Linked DNA regions of Gossypium hirsutum: region 1 is linked to region 2. Evidence: chromatin contacts called from public Hi-C data. All regions are on one chromosome and are shown on one strand. Each heading gives the region's core, a stretch centred on a gene start, on an enhancer-like site or on the middle of the called end of the contact. The rest is flanking DNA. Distances are from core to core; before and after follow the strand shown.

Region 1 (4,019 bases), core at 766-3,265, 42 kb before region 2:
TAGAACATTTAAGGGCATGGTAAAGAGTATGATTAGTCATTCTACCTTGCCTAAATTACTTTGGGGAGAAGCTTTAATGATCCTTTATGGAAAGATAATATTTCTAGCTTAAAGCATTTGCCTATTTCGGGATGTCCAACTGAGGCTAGGTAAGCTCAAATAAACTTTATATTTGAAGTACAAAAAATTATAAAAAGAATTTCAGACAAAAGATATGAAATCAATTTAAAAAATAAAATGGTACTAAAATAGTAATTTACCCAAATTGTAAATAGAATGTTATGAGTAAAAAAAAAGTAATATGAACATGACTATTTTTGTAATCTCATATGGCTATAGAGTTATTTTTTGAAGCTGAGTTGAATTTTTTTATGGGTATTGGGTATTGAATATTTATATTTATTTGGGCCTGGATATGATATGTGTTTTGGGTTTAATAATTAATCTTATTCAATTTATTCAGTTTGAAATATCAAACCTTAAAATCCATCGAATAAATTAATTAAACCTAACATTAATTTATTTTGTTTATTTAGATTTAAGAATTTTTTTACTTAATTTAAAAAAAGAATATTATATTTCGAAATAATTGTTGGAACATTGTGAAGGGCACTAGATTAGTTTCAACTAAATAGCAAACGTACTACACACATACACGTTTTCATTTTGGCTAATGAATTCCACAAACAAATAGGAGTGCTAAATGAAGTCCATAATCAAATTTTTATTTTACTTTTGTATCCTTGGCAAAGTCAATACATGATCAATCAAAATCCTTTGTTTAGACCTTTCCACCAAAGATTTGGACCTACCTAATATATTCCTTTCTAGCAATCTGAAGCTACAATCTTAGAATAAAACTTAACAAATTAGGATCCGTTAAGGATAAAATTATATGCGGAAGAGTATCTGAATCTATTGTTGGAAATTGCCCATAAGGTTTTAATCTTTCAAGAAAATAGTTTTTCTCTTGGTAAAACTCTGATGGGAATAGAAAAGAAATACGAAATATATATTATTTATTGGGGACCACTACTCCTTTTTAAATAATTTATTATTAAATCAATTTTGGGTATTTATAATTTAACCACTCATCAAATTATAAATGTCAAATTATAAATACAACTTATGGTATCTGCACATTATTTTCATTCATTATATATAGATTTTAATCCAACACTCAGGCTTCAAGTCCTCTAATTTGTTTCATTATCTTTAGTCTTCCTTTTCTTGGTCCAAAATGGTAAGTGGACTGGGAAGCAACACCTGCAATAGTGTGACATTCCATGTTTGTTTTGCAATGCGCGCATGGGCATGTTTTTTGTTAGAAATCTACAGTATGATATGGTGAAGCTATTACGTACTAAACCTATAATCTTTCAAATAATGGAAAAAACCTGGGACAAAAAAGTCAAGCATGCTTAGTTCGAATAAATACACTTCCTGTTTTCAGCATAAGCGGATTGACTAGTAAAGATGAACTTGTATGATGCATGGCTTGAGCATTTCAGTTGAACAATGGCTTCCATTCACATTTAGAAAGTCATATTTTTCTCCCTTTAATTTTATGATTCTCTACCTTTCTTATTGCTCTTAGAGCTACCCATGAAAATGACAAGGAGCTGGATTGATTGTTGGTACAGTTTTTGTGTCATCTCATTATGCAAACATACATGGCTGGATGCTTGAGTAAAACTTCTTTCCATTCTCTTTGGGAACATTTTTTAATAAAGACAGGAGAAAATTTTGGCGTGGGTTGGTTGACTTGTCCGGAGAAACATTAATTGACATGGGTCGCGGTCGTAGATAAAAGAACATGGCACATAAAAGAAATGGAAAACTTGAGCAAGAAGAATAGTGTGCAGCAATAAATAGCAGGCAGGCTTAATTCAATTGGTTTTTAGAGATAGTTAATTTGCTTTGGCATCAAAAGAGAGAGCAATAAATGAAAGATATGTAGGAAGATGTTGACTAGGTATCGGCATTAACAACGTTAGGAACCGTCTTTTAAATGAGCAGAACTACCCTCATCTCTTTGGGGATATCTAAACTACAGGAGCCGACCTTTTAATGACTTCCTCCCTCCACTTTATTTCTTTTCTTCCTTTTGGCTTTAAATAATAGTCTTTTTCCCCATAACCAATGCTCCCTCTTAATGACAGATCCATTGAATCCTGGGTTACCTCGCTCCTCATGGTCTCTTCTTTGCCAGTTTGATAGCAGCATGTGAGGTGGTCTTTCTTTCATGCATTCTACAACATGAAAAGCGTGCCTCACTATTAGGGTTGATAGAGAAACCAAAACCAATTTGAATTTCTTCAATTACAATTTTTTTAATATTTAAAATAATAAAAAATAACTTTAATTTTTTATATAAAAATTTATTTTTCTAAAAAAAATACAAGATTTATTATATAAAATATTTTTTATATACAAGTTTTTTTTAAATATATAAAAAATTTAAACTTTGCCACATAATATCAAAAGCCATAAAATAAAGGGAAAGAATTGTGTGAAATAGAGAGGCCACATCATCCTATATCTCTTACTAATTATTTAATGTCATTTTAACATTTTTTTTCATGTCATTGACATATCATTTTGATAATTTTTTTAACCTGAACTCTCAACCTTAAACCCTGAACCTTAGACTTTAAACCTTAGACCTTAAACTTTGGACCTTGAGTTCAAGGTTCAGGGTTCAAAGTTTAAGGTTTAAAGTTTAGGGTTTAGGATCTAAAGTTTAAGGTTTAGGTTTAAAAAGTTATCAAAATGAGGTGTCAATGACATGGAAAAGTTATGAGATGACATTAAATAATTGATAAGGGATACAGAATGAAGTGGCGTCTCTATTTCATACAATCCTTTCCTTAAAATAAATCTCATTTTATCAAGATAAATCTAAAAATTCAAAACCTAAACTAATAAAAAAAATATTATACCTGATTTTTAAAAATTAAATAAATAAAAAGATTTATGTTTCTTACTAATTATGTTACAAGATAAAACAAAGGTTAAAAATTTTTAATTTCACTAGTGGATTGAAATTTTAGTATGTCTCCTTAAATTGTATGTAATTTAAAGAATAAAAATAAAGAGGATATGTAGTAATATCTCACCTCTACTACTTGTAGTGTTAAAAATTTTTAATGCTTATGTACCGAATAATTACCCGTTATAATATTAAAAAAAAGTAAAATAATAATTTTCAACTATATAATTATTTTTAAAAAAAAGTCAAGTTTTGTAATTAGGTACATGGCATGGATGATTATTGTTTAAAAAGTGAGAAATTATTAGAAAGTTAGATAAAAAAAATTTTGGTAGAAATAAAATTTAGTACTAAACTAAAATTCCAAAAAGATTAGGCTCCATCAGTCGCCACATGCATTGCACGTTGAATGTCCTCTTCTAACAAACTTCTCACGTATGACGGAGGATTAACAAGGACGATAAAATGATCAGTTTCACCCCTACCTCCTTAGCGTTATAGTTAACAACCTTTATTACTATTTATTAGTTCAAAATTTATTGGTTTTTTTTTTCTTCATTGTATTGATGTTATTTGACTTGTGACATCAAATTTAGGTATACACTTTATTATTAATACAGATATAATAGAATATCATCCCACATTAGTTAAGACTAGACCATGTCACACTCTAATGAAAGTGAAAGAGTAAAATTTTGTATAAAAAATATAATTATGGAAGATAGCTCTTCAATAAATTTATTAATTTTAGGTCATTAGAATTTTACCTTATTTTTTTGGTTTTATTTAAATAATTTATATAAAAATATCAAACATAAAAAAAACTAATATTTATACTTTCTTAAAAATGATTTTTGAGTAAATTTTCTGATTGAATTGGTAATAGACCTAAACATAGGTTAGGTAATTTGTTTAGCCCGAAAGGCTCAACTTGACTTGAATTAAGTTTAAACATGTATTTTTACAACTCAAGCCCGTTCAGTCTAAATTTTATTCGAAAAATAAAAACATTTTTAATTTAAATTTA
Region 2 (3,853 bases), core at 865-3,364:
CAATCTCCCACCCTTAATAACTTAAATATCAGAGCGCGTTAAAAACACACGTCTAATTTTTCTACCTCAAAAACTGCCTTCTAACCTGATTCGCCATACAAAACATTAAATCAACAATGTATAAAATATTTGATTTGACAAATAGCTTGAAAGATATTGAAATTGCTTTCACTTGGTGGAACCCAATTTTTAAATTATTTTATGAGTTTTAGATGAAATTATATTCGTCTTATAACCACTGATCCCATTGTCATCAACACAATTAGTTGGATGGCCGTTATTCATTCAAGACAGATGAGATGAGAGACTATTCAAACAATTTTTGTGCTTACTTTCTGGACCAAATTAGTTGCATTAAGGGCAAAGCAAAAAAAAAAAAATGGGGGGGGGGGTTAAAATTCATTGCAAAAACATAGCATAATGGAAATAGTAGGTAAAGGCAAGTAATTAATTAAGAAAAGCATTACTTTTGGAATGCGTGTGCTATCACTCAAATTACTATTTTATTAAAAAATATACAAAATTATTTTATCTCAATTTATTCTAAAAATAATATTCACGACTATAGATATAAAAATGAGACTCACACAATTTTATTAAACATCATACACTTTTTAACTAAAATAAACAAAATTAATAACTTTTTTATTGTAATCAGAGTATCTATCGTTAATAACAGTAATTAATTTTTTTTATCTCGGGTGTTTTTCAAAAAAATAAACGGTTGATTATAAAATATATTTCATTTCCTGTAAACGAGAATCAAACCCCCAACAATATAGGTAAAAGATAAAGTGAATATCCATCGTATCACACCTCATTGTTAACAAAAATAATAATAATTTAAATTCACATATTAATAAATAAAAAAGAATAAGGTGGGAATTAAAAAGAGAGGGAGAACGTGGTGGGGGCGGAGGAAATTTAATGGGAGAAAAAAGGTAGGGCTTGGACTTATCGCCAAACTCTTCCTCACTCGCTCACTCACGCCATCAACGAATATAATATTATCCAAATTCTAATGTCCAGACACACTACACGACAAACGTCTCCTTTTTAACCTAACTCCACTTCACCTGTCTTATTCCTTTCCTATGTATGTGGTCCCCCCCCCCCACCAAGGCGGCAATTGCCCTCATCCCATTTTTTTTTAATTTCATTATAATATCGTTTACGTAGTACGACTTATAAAATAATATACTCCATTAATATTTTGTATTTCTAATAATAACCCTAGCTTCTTCTTCTTCTTCTTCTTCATTTTCATCTTAACCTGTCAGAAACGGAAACCTCAATTTTTTGACCATTTTAGTTTATTTTATTTTATTTTCGCATGAGAAAAGCTTGGAAGAAATCTAATGCAAATTCCATGTTTTTCTTTTCCTTTGAATTTTTGAGGAATGTTTAGGACATAAAACAGCAACAAATTAGATATATGCAATAAAATCCACAAAACATGTCGGTGGATATGGCCTCCTTTTGGCGGCCGCAAACAAGAACAGAAAATGGTTCACAAACACAAGAAATAGATCACTAGAGTAGGTATATGTATATGAGGGAATGATATAAATAATACATAAATGCTATATATAGGTTCTTTTTAATGTTATTAATACTATGTTTAGACAGTACAACAAGACATGAATTTAATTATTGGTGATATAATACAACATGAATTCTTTAGGAGTGGGTATATTATATTTTGGTTTTCATGAAGAAGCAAACCCTTCCTTCTCTCGTGTGACTGCAAGCAAGCATTTATCCCAGAAAGAAAGTCAAATGAACAAATTTAGTAAGTTTTTAAAGCCACCAATTGCTGAATTTTGAAGCTAAGCTGATGCCGAGATTGACTCCTCTTGGTTGAATTTCATACCCATTTTGTTTATCACCGCCATTACATTAAATAACACTACATCATTACCCTGCAGTAAAAAAGCTTGAACTTGTCATTTCATTAATTTAAATTGAATGCCCCCATACTTATTTAAAATAGAAAAAGGCTGAAGTTGGATTGAACCACCCCCTCAAAAAAACCAACCATTCATTTAATTATCTTGGTGGGGTTTTGATGATGGATTAAGACTTCAACTGCACCTCTCAGCTAAAGCAAATACGTTGTTTTCTCCTATATATAAAAAAATGGTCGTAATCTATATAAAAATGTTAAAATACAATGCGACTATTCGAATAGAACCGAACCCGAAATGTATCCGAATTCGAAATAAATCCTGTGAGGCTGTGACTTTTCTATATAACCAAACCCGGACCAACAGGACGCACCACCAAAAAACAGCTTTAGCTCTCCTTCTCTCTCTCTTTTTGTTCTCTCGCTTAAGCCTGTGGAAGATGGTGGCGTTAGAAAGGAGCCTAGAAGCAGCCATGAATGCGAGGATAATAGGGAGTGGGAGTGAGACGATGGTGCTAGCACATGGGTTTGGAGGAGACCAATCTGTGTGGGACAAAGTCCTCCCTTGCTTGACAAAGCATTACCAGGTTGTCCTTTTTGACTGGACTTTTTCAGGGGCTGTAAAAGATCCCAACCTCTTCGATCCTTTGAAATACTCTTCTTATGATGCCTTTGCTGATGACTTGATTGCTCTTTTGGATGAGCTTCACTTGGAATCCTCCCTCGTCTTTGTCGGTCACTCCATGTCTGGTATGATCGGATGCATTGCTTCCATTGAAAGACCTCAACTTTTTAACAGGCTTATACTTGTTGCTGCTTCTCCTAGGTATTTTTTTTTATTTCCTTTTCTTACTTGTGCTATATCTTTAATTTTATAGATTCAAACCCCAAACCCATACAATTATTAAATATCTTTAATTCTGGCACATACTTCTTCTAAATATTCTTTCAACCTGGAGTTTAGTTGATATTCAATCATTCGTCACTTCATATATGATTAAGTACAAATTTGTATACTTTTTATCAAAAAATAATCCTCCTTTTTCATCCAATTTGTATACTTTTTTGGGTAATTTATAGAAGAAGTGAATCTATTTACCAATTTAACCTATATGTGTATATGTATATATAAAGAAATTGGATAATGGGAGAGTAGATGTGAAAATTAAATCAACCTAACGGCAAAATATGTGGACAGGAGGATCTGGGTCGGTTATCATAGACAGTGCTGTGTTCTTTGTCTTGTACTTTATATTGTGTGGATGATTCAACTTTATATATATACTCAATTATTTCAGTATCTCTCTATTTCTATGCTCAATTATATTACTTTCTGATTAAATAACAAATCCAATCTTATCTTATTTTCTGCTTTCTTCTTCTTTGACATTTTCTTATTACAAGCCAAAACCAACTTTTTAGTTCTATATTTTTTATTATTATCTTTTAATTTCTATAGAAAAACATTATATATGACAATCTTGTTGTTGTCGGCCGAAAACATGAAATTTGGTTCGCTTGTTAGATGTTATATGTACTCATCTATATATTATTATAATCCAAAGTCCTAATTTAGTTATACTTTTTTTAGGGTATTTATGCCTTTTCCATAAAGCTAAATTATATATATGTAATAAGACTTAAACCCAAGACTATATAATTTATAAAACATTAAATACGTTTCTTTTTTAAAATAATTTATTGAAATGATGACTAAAAACCTTAAAATGATCGAGTACATTCACTTAACAAAGCGAATTGGTGTTTCCGATATTTGCAATGTTTAATTTTGCAGGTATATGTATGGTTTCATGTAATTGTCTCATACTACCAAGTAATTTGCAGGTATATCAACATAGATGATTACGAAGGTGGATTCGACGATGCAACAATCGACGGCATCATATCGAGCATCGAATCCGACTATGAAAACTGGACATCAAATTT

Evidence for each region. Hi-C and Micro-C count contacts between places; a contact is called where the count stands out from the background.
Region 1: a contact with region 2 is called in a Hi-C map of leaf, with 2.7 times the contacts expected there. The contact joins the enhancer-like site here to the promoter of LOC107901216 in region 2. A contact is called at or near these places in 14 of 34 Hi-C or Micro-C datasets (anther, callus, hypocotyl and 3 more).

What each region holds. Positions count from the first base shown.
Region 1 is chrD06:9,870,852-9,874,870 of Gossypium_hirsutum_v2.1, reverse strand. No RefSeq gene overlaps it. Among protein-coding and RNA genes, the nearest start is that of LOC107901216, 42 kb to the right of the region's middle. Within about 2 kb of position 2,015, at least 1 of the 9 cell types and tissues checked has an H3K27ac peak or open chromatin away from gene starts, as enhancers often do. A contact at or near this core is called in leaf, where this site is marked.
Region 2 is chrD06:9,829,164-9,833,016 of Gossypium_hirsutum_v2.1, reverse strand. LOC107901216 (strigolactone esterase D14) reads left to right here and starts at 2,114. Exons shown (of 2, transcript XM_016827125.2): 1 at 2,114-2,732; 2 at 3,752-3,853. The coding sequence starts at 2,140.